Regions from separate parts of the Gasterosteus aculeatus genome. Here region 1 is linked to region 2. Evidence: chromatin contacts called from public Hi-C data. All regions are on one chromosome and are shown on one strand. Each heading gives the region's core, a stretch centred on a gene start, on an enhancer-like site or on the middle of the called end of the contact. The rest is flanking DNA. Distances are from core to core; before and after follow the strand shown.

Region 1 (4,209 bases), core at 574-3,073, 89 kb before region 2:
GATTATTGAGCTGTTGTTTTTGGAGCGATCAAAGGAGTGGTTTGATTTCATGTCGTTATTGACATTATTTAAATTGGTTGTTTGTCCAATTGTAGTGGTTTGATTGGAAAGTTCGCAATTTCAGGCTGAGCTGACTGGCAAAGTGACTTTGAGTCAACATTAATATTTGATGGAGCCGCTGGGAGACTCACACACGAGGCTCCTTCTTCTCGATGCTGTGGTGTCTCATTGTGCAGGACGCTCTGGACGACAGGACGTACAGGAAGACGTTCATCTGTGGACACATTAATCAAACGGCTTCACAACTTACAAAATGGCGGGAGATTTTGAGAGTAAACGTCAAACTAATCTCCCCGTCAGGACAGCGGAGGGCGTGTTTACTCTCTGGAGTCGCTCTGACGAGGTCGGCTTGAGTCGCCGCGTTGGAGCGCGTTTACGGAGTTCCGCTCAAACAACAGTGTGGATCTCAGGGATGTACAGGGACTCACCGACACCACCATGGCGATCGGCCCGGCGAAGCTCCAGATGAGAGTGTCGTACATGGACAGCCAACAGAAGTCTGGGTTCCCGTAGCCTTCAGGGTCAAGTCCCACTGCCAGACCTGCAGACAAACCCCCCAAAAGACACGCAGCGGCGTCAGATGACAGCTGCGGTGTGTGTAAACATTCTTTGGTTCCAAGAGAGCTGTTCATCTAAAGTCGCCAGCTCTCAGAACACTTTACTGGAGGTGTCTCACGTATTAACACTGTAATTTTCACTGTGACTTAAGTCACTCACGCAGTGAGTGTGTTGGATAACGAAGCTGTGTGATCGATGCCACCAAATGAGGTCAGCTGCTTTGTGTAAATTGAAAATAAAAGGTGAAACACATTTTCCCTCATTATCGTATAGTATCATATAGTAGATTTGCATAACTGGCATGACAGTCATGACCATCAAGTTTGGGGCTGCTGCTAGAGATTTAAATGTGTACAGAAAATACAGTTTCTTGTGAAGGTCCGGACCTGTGATGAAGGCTGGTACTCCCCAGCCAATCAGGTAGTAGAACCTCATGGGTCCGTAGTTGATGTCTCGCACTTCGCTGATCATGCGATAGACGTGCAGACCCTCCAGGAAGAGCCAGGAGAAAGTGCACAGGTAGAAGAAGTGCAGCAGGATGGCGATGACGGTGCACATAAACTGCACAGAGAGAACATCAGGTTGGAAGACGGAGGGAAGATTAAAACACGGGGAGGAAACACTAAGTGGAATAGACGGAGAACAGATTGATTACCGGGTTGTCTGCCTGGTTGATGCCCAGGATGAAAATGAGCTCGGAAAGGAAGAGCGCAACAGCTCCGTTGTTGATTATACTGGTCTTGTTGCACTGCATGGCTCTCAGACAAAGGAGGAAGATCGTGGTGAGGAAGAGGAAGCCCATCGTCACTCCCACTGTGCTCCACGTCAGGATTTTGATTGGCAGGATCTCTCCATTCTGACGATTGGAAGAGAGACGTTTGAGTCACAGAATAACGATCTTCGTGGTTTTATTGGGACTCTTTCGCGTCACTCACCTCTCTCCTGGAGATGTCCATGAGGACGGCAAAGCTGGTCATGTGATAACACTGACAGCTGATGTGGGTGCCGTTTCTGAAAACCACCTCGCAGCCCTTCGCCGACCAGCCGCCATTCCCGCCCCTGACACGAAGCACAAACAACAGAGGAAAATGTAAGAATACCACAACTTCACGCTTCTTCTCTAATCCCGAGAGCTCTGCTGTACTCACAGTATGTTGTGGTTCCAGAAGACACAGATGGGCTTAGAGCGCTCCTCGGTGGTGACCAGGCGGAACTGCACGGTGATGGGTTTGTCCAGTGCGTGCTGCAGCAGCTCGTCGTTGTCGTGGACAGTGATACTGACCACTGGCGTGTTGATGACCGGACGCTTTGGCACCCTGAAGACAACGTAAAAGAAATACACGATCAAAGGCATGAATTGTTTCCAACTGAATCTATAGAAAAATGGTCAAAAGTATAGAGTGTCCCAAACGCATTGGCAGTAAGTTACAACAAGAGTAAATATTTTCAGCAGTGGAATAATACATATTTGATGAGCTATGCACCGTGTTGATGTTAACAAAGGAACATTGTTGGATGATTTAGAGGTCAATGGCACAGAAGAATAACCCGTAACACCGTTGTCTTTGCTTCCAGTTAATTGTTCTTACCGCAGACTTCTCTTGTCTGGATCGTAGCTCTCTGGTAACAGCGAGGCCAGGCTGTGGAAGATGATCACACTGGCGATGGCGTCGGGCTGGTCGTCATCAGGGTGGCGTCTCTTCCTATTGGCTGACCGGTTCTTCAGAGACGACTCCGGGAAGACATCCAGGTGTCTGTGGCCTTTAGTGTCCACCGGTGGTTGAAAGACGGAATCGGGCAGCGTGACGGCCGTCTCGAGGTCAGCAGGACGAGGACCCCTCAGGGACTGGTACCGCGGCAGTTTGGCACCAGCGAAATTCATCTTTTTCAGGCGATCCACAGAAATGACTGTGGGGAAAAACATTATGTGTTTATATTGTGATAATAATATGATTACGATTTCTAATTTATTTTATCTGCTTTCTGTTCTTTAATTACTCCAACGATGTTGTCCTGATCATAAACATTTTTTCAAACCGACAAAACAGCATATGCACCCACTGCACGTTGGGAATATGGATCCCCGGCGGCCCACAGCCTTCGTGGGTCCTCCCAGCCTCTCACCTATGTGTGGTGTGACGATGGTGAAGGGGCTGAGGTAGGTCTGCCTCATGTTCTGAGCCAGTGTGTTTGCGTATTCCTCGTAGTGGCGCAGCAGTGCTGCCGTGCCGCCCTCCGAGTGCTGGATCAGCTCCCAGTGCGTCCGTGTGTCCGGAGCCAGGATGGCGCTGCCCACGCGGACCAGGTTCTGTCAGAAAACAAGCGAGAGTTCAGCTGACAGTGACAGTTGCCAAAACGGCAACAATGCATTGTTGTTGTTTATTGTTGAGATACACGCTTGCTCACCTCAGTGAAGTGGACGTCCTGCGTAGCTGTGAGGTTGAAGCCCTGCTGCTTGTTCTCGTGCTGCAGAAGACTCTGCGTGAGCCGATAAGCCACCTTCACGTCGCTGCCGTAGTACTTCTCCGTGTGCAAGGTGGCGTTGGCCAACATGGCGGCCGTCTGCTGGACATGTCCAGAGTCCAGCAGCGACGTGTTACGGGAAAACTTCTCAGACTGGAGGGAGGAAAGGATAATCATTCATTTACGTTTTGATGCTGCGTGAGTAAAAGGTATTTTTAACCGAACTGAAAAATATCAATTTCAATTACAAATGAGGGTGTTATTGTTGGAATCCTAAGGTTCATTTAAAAAGATAAGACGGAGGGAGAAGCCACACACCAGGGCTTTCAGCTTGCTGAAGGTAACAGAGGTGCAGTTGAAGAGATTGGGAGGCAGCCAGCCCTTGTGCTCGTCGCAGTGGCGGATCGCTGTGCCTGAAGAAAGGGGGAGAAAGTTACCACGTGGGAGTTGAGAAACAGTGGAGCTGCAGCGGGGAGAGAAGGCTTGAGGCAAGTTTAATATACTGCTTATATATTATTATACTGGTCATTTGATGGGCAGCCTGAAAAAAAAACATCATACCGAGAGTTCCCTTGGGACAGTGAACTGCTGCAGGGAGACCAAACTTAGTCCTGGGCCACCAGATCCCGGCCTCGATGGCCTGAGGGCAGCTGTCATAGATCACTGAGTGAGGTGGAGCAGGAGGGAGAGAGATTTAATATATTTAATATATTTCTAGCTACAATAAAGTGGGGCCTATGAATTAAGCATTGTAATAACCTGAGAGTAATCGGATTCATTCTGACCTTCGCAGCCGTTGGGTGAAACCTCAGCGAAGGGGTTGTCGCAGTGGTCACACTGGCGCCCGATGACGCCGGGTTTACACTGGCACTGGCCGCTCTCTCGGTCGCACGCTCTGGAAAAGGAGCCGACCGGGTAGCAGTCGCACAGCAGGCAGGTGTCGCTGCCTTCGGGGAGGTAGTGGTTGTCCTGTGGAGTGGAGAGACAAAGTTTTTGATTATCAATTGAAAAACAAAAAAATCTGTTTTCCATTAGCGGCCTCGGTCGGTGCAGGTCGGGCACATGCTCACCTTGCAGCGGCATTCTCCGCTCGTCTTGTTGCAGTCAGAGTCGAAGCCCTTGTCTGTC
Region 2 (4,456 bases), core at 266-2,765:
TCCCACGAATGCTTATGCATACACAAACAATTGAACAAGAACAAAAAGAAATAGAACAGATATACGTATAAACATTTAAGGTGTAAATATATGTAAATATATATTTCCAATAAGTACATAAGTATACACAGATGACACACAGTGACCTCTTAACAGAATCTCAAAATGAAGATTTGGATCCTTTTAATATATTATAATATGGTATAGCATTGAAAAAATGGTTAAAACTTCATAATGACGAACTGCGTCCCGAATCCATACGATATTAACATGATATATCATGTTTGTGAATGTGTACAGGTCACGCATATGCATCTGCACACAGGTTCACATCTAGCATATAAACATGGGTTACAAAGACATGTAACTCTCCACAACAAGCCCAATAAGTGCATGTGTTTCATGCTTAAAGTGTATTGATTTGAGAAATTCAAAGCAGTCATAAAAAATCTTCCAACTACCATCATTAATTAGTCTTTAACCAAAAATAGAGGAACCTATAGAAGACTTCAGCAGCCCTGAACCTTCAGACAGCCGTTTTGTCGACTGAGCTTAAGTTTCCGTCTACTGTCCGGGTATGCCGGCCTGGTATGTAAGCAAAAGTGTTTTTTATCAAAAGACAATCAAAACATGTCGTCTTAAAAACATTATCTTTCTACAATCTGTCTCTCACCATCCCTCCTCCGTCCTGCAGTCTGCACGCCCAACTGGCACACTGAAAATAATGGAAAACGCTGTCACATAGAGGCCAATTATCCACATTATTTCCACTGAAGACACAGACGTCTATTTTTAACACTGCAAGGCCCTCTCATCTAAAAAGGGGCAAATTCATTAAGTGGCCTTTATTGATAAAGGCTTTTATTTTTACCTGTTGGCACACACGCACACACACACACACAGAGTAGCAGGGTGCGTCCTATTGCTGCGGTATTGCAACTACAATAAATGCATTGCAATACCCTGAACTTAATCCGAGTTTTGTCCCTGATAAGAAGCAGCGTGGTGTTTTCTTTAATACAGTCTAACAGACTGGATAATTGGGTTCCCTTCTCGTTCCTTGATCCTCGCCCTGTTTACTGTTTACTGTTGTATAGTGGGTTTTGTGGTCAGCTCGGGCTTTTTCCAGGATGTCCCAAGAGAACCAGATCAGTTTCAATGTTATTCCTCTAGCACAAGAGGATGTATCGGGAAAACAGATGAGCTCATTTTGTTCTTTCAGCCACAGCCGGGATTGAATCCCGGCATGCTTGTGATGACACGGCTCCTCTGGGACCCCGTCTGTTGCATTGTGGTCTACTTGCTCAGGTGCTTGTCTGTTTACACCAGCACAAAACAAGTTCCGTGGAAATTACAGTGCCGTAGGAAATGGAAGTCTTCAAGAAAACATAAAAAGTCCCATCGTAGACCAAATAAAGCAATGTGACTGATGTTATGCTGTGGCTCAGCAGCTGCAGGAGGAGGAGTGAAATGTGCTGCAAGGTGAGAGAGCTTAGCGGAACGGCAGGGAAGGAATCCTCCGCAGGAACAGGCATGATGACGCAGGTGTGTTTGTAGGAGAAAAGTTTGGATGACTTGTGCAACACGAGGGTAACGCGGCGGAAGAAGTACACAGAAACACAGACTGGACCAACTTTCTGTGCGACGCAAACCGATGAAGGAAGACCAGGTTCTTTCTCCTGCCTGTGCTGCTTCTGACCATCTACATATATTTTTTTAAGCTGCTAAGAGAGGATGAAGGGCTTTTTGCTTGGCGTCTATCTTCTCTGGGCGATGCTGCAGCTGTGCAGCATGCAGATTGCTTCACCTGCCACAGGTGAGTTGATAACGTATGCTGCCATACAGACGTGAAAGACTGTGTACACAGTAAGCTGACAGGTTGCAATGTCCTTTTTAATGTGTTTTCCTTTTGTGCAGATGCACTCTAAAACTTGCAGGTTTGGTGAGTCAAAGCGCTGCACGTGTCACACGCTGGCATTAAGAAATGCCGGTAAACGATCAAACGGCATTTAAGGAACAATTAAGGATCTTTGACACACGGAAGGGGCTGATCATTTTTGTGTTTCATTACTTTTAATTCAGAGAATCGAAGGGGTTTTATAGGTTCACAGCTCTCTAATCGAATCAATATAAAATATAATGGTTATGCTGTATATGAATATAATCGTTTTAAATAGTATAAAGAATAATTGTTATCATACACTACAAACTGGAAAGTACCTTTACTCAAGTAGTAGTGCTATAACTTTTTACCCCATTACATTTTATTGATTGCTGCAGCAACTGGTTTCATCATTTTACATACAAAACGCATGATCCCTATGAAATATATGAAGCTGATATCGATTCAACTTCTTAACAATATCTACAAAAATTAGATTTGCTTCAACAAGCTTACAATAAAATGCTATATAACAGTACTAATACATAAGAGTAGCAGCACTTACGCACTGATGATTACAGGTTAACAGAGTTATTTTACTTCTAAATAGTTATTTGCTGTCACTTAATAATATTCATTCATTCATATTTTTGATCATAAAGGATTTGAATACTTATTTCACCCATGGAAGTGATATATAGTGAGATATTTCATAGCTTCAAAAGGTGCCAGTTTGTGGCTTATTATGGGACAAAAACAGCTATGGAAAATGTAATCTCGTCCAAATGATGTCACCGCCGGAGATATTAAAGCCTTTTGGGACCCAGAAATATATGCAAGTAAAAGTGCGCCAACTCTGTTCTGTCCTAAAACATCCCAGGGTGATATCTTTTGATCGTCTCTGCACTAAGGCCTTGGCACTACAAACCAATGATACGACAGGCACGCTCAAATCTCACAAATACACATTCATGTATTGTCCTTTGAGGAATGCAAAGATGGAGCAATGCCTTTGCATCTCCCTCAACAACTCTTATCCAACCATCTCCCCTCGTCTTTCTGTCTCGGGTCCCGTTTTCCCCTTCAGCTGCTCCACTTACGTACATACACATGCCTTATTGCGCTCTTTCCCCTCATTCCTACCTCCCCGTTTATTTTCCTGCTGTTTTATTTTCTGTCTCTCTATAAAAGTTTAATGATTATGGACCACTGCTGCAATAAAAGAATGGGTGTGTTCTGCGTAGGAGCTGCAAATGGAAAAGTGCAAAGCGTGTGGTAGAAGGGACACAATAAAGCAGATGTATACATTATGTGGAGGACAATTAGGAAATTAGTGTTGAATTTATTTTCATTTAGGGCACACGTTTAAAAATCTTGACAACCCTCAATCTAAATTATCCTACGACAGATTGTCACTTCATATGTTTTTAGATGTGATGATGTAGGCCCTGTGTCTATAACACTGGAACTATATGGGAACAACGTGTACCACATGTAGTGTAGCCACATGCAGTTCAACAACAGTTAATTGAGTCACCAAATGTATTGGAGATCTGATTGTGCAGGATGGTGCTTCCAGCTATAATTCATTCTTGCCATTGAAAATTACTCCACTACAGACACGGATGTGGAAATGGAGCACAATGGCTCCTGAGGTGTGATGAAGGTAGAAGATGTTTATTCGAGTGAATCTAATATGTGGGATAATTTTTTCCCCTTATTATGCACTGCACTGCTTTTTGGTGGTTGGGGAAGGAGTTTTCACTGCTTTAATGGGAATCTCAATATGGTTACATAATAATTAAACTAAAATGGCCAGTATTACAAAATAAAACACTTCATATACCTGTTATTGCATTTTGTTCTTTATAGTATTGCTTCCCCAACGACAGCATTAGCATCTATGACATTAACAAAATGAGCCTAAGCTAAAATAAATCGGTGTTACAAGACTGAGATATGTATGTAGTCATTGTGGTACGATTCATCACTGCCAACCGTCTCTGGTGTCTTTGCACCTAATCCGGAAAGTATGTTACAGGCTTATTCTAAAATGGATTAAATTCATTTTTTCCTCAAAAATAAGAACAATAACTAATAGCGTAATTAAACTCTATTAAAAAGGAAGGACATGGGTACATGTTCACAGCCTTTGCTCTACAAAGGCCTTTGTTGAAGGCTGTTTGGCAGTAATTACAGCCTCGGTCTTTTCAGAATGATGCTGCAAGTTTTTGAGCAGTTTCTCTCTTTGTAGAACCTCTCCAGCTCCATCAGGCTGGATGACGAGCGTCGGTGCACAGCCATTTTTAGATCCCTCTAGAAATATAGATATATCGGGTGTATGTCCACATTGGGGGGCACTTACAAGCATGAGATTCAGGGTGTCAGGAATGACATTCACACAGAATGTACATTCAATGACACAACAAGAGACACACAGGGCTTAAATACACTGGGAAGGTGCAGGTGATTGGACACAGGTGGAAACAATCAGGGACACGGCAGACAATCACAGGGGATGACAGGACAAGGCAGGAAGTGAAGTTAACCCAGGGACACAAGAGGCAGGAAACT

Evidence for each region. Hi-C and Micro-C count contacts between places; a contact is called where the count stands out from the background.
Region 1: a Hi-C map of skeletal muscle shows a contact between it and region 2, with 1.9 times the contacts expected there. The contact joins the enhancer-like site here to the promoter of LOC120834755 in region 2. A contact is called at or near these places in 2 of 6 Hi-C or Micro-C datasets (skeletal muscle and whole body).

Annotation. Positions count from the first base shown.
Region 1 is chr17:9,484,760-9,488,968 of fGasAcu3.hap1.1, reverse strand. celsr2 (cadherin, EGF LAG seven-pass G-type receptor 2) reads right to left here. Exons shown (of 34, transcript XM_040203515.2): 14 at 4,152-4,209; 15 at 3,867-4,050; 16 at 3,643-3,744; 17 at 3,400-3,494; 18 at 3,025-3,234; 19 at 2,743-2,926; 20 at 2,208-2,526; 21 at 1,767-1,934; 22 at 1,554-1,677; 23 at 1,274-1,474; 24 at 1,005-1,179; 25 at 489-601; 26 at 192-274. Among protein-coding and RNA genes, the nearest start is that of dstyk, 23 kb to the left of the region's middle. Within about 2 kb of position 1,823, at least 7 of the 9 cell types and tissues checked have open chromatin away from gene starts, as enhancers often do.
Region 2 is chr17:9,394,852-9,399,307 of fGasAcu3.hap1.1, reverse strand. It overlaps LOC120834755 (von Willebrand factor A domain-containing protein 1), which reads left to right and starts at 1,515. Exons shown (of 5, transcript XM_040203003.2): 1 at 1,515-1,816. The coding sequence starts at 1,735.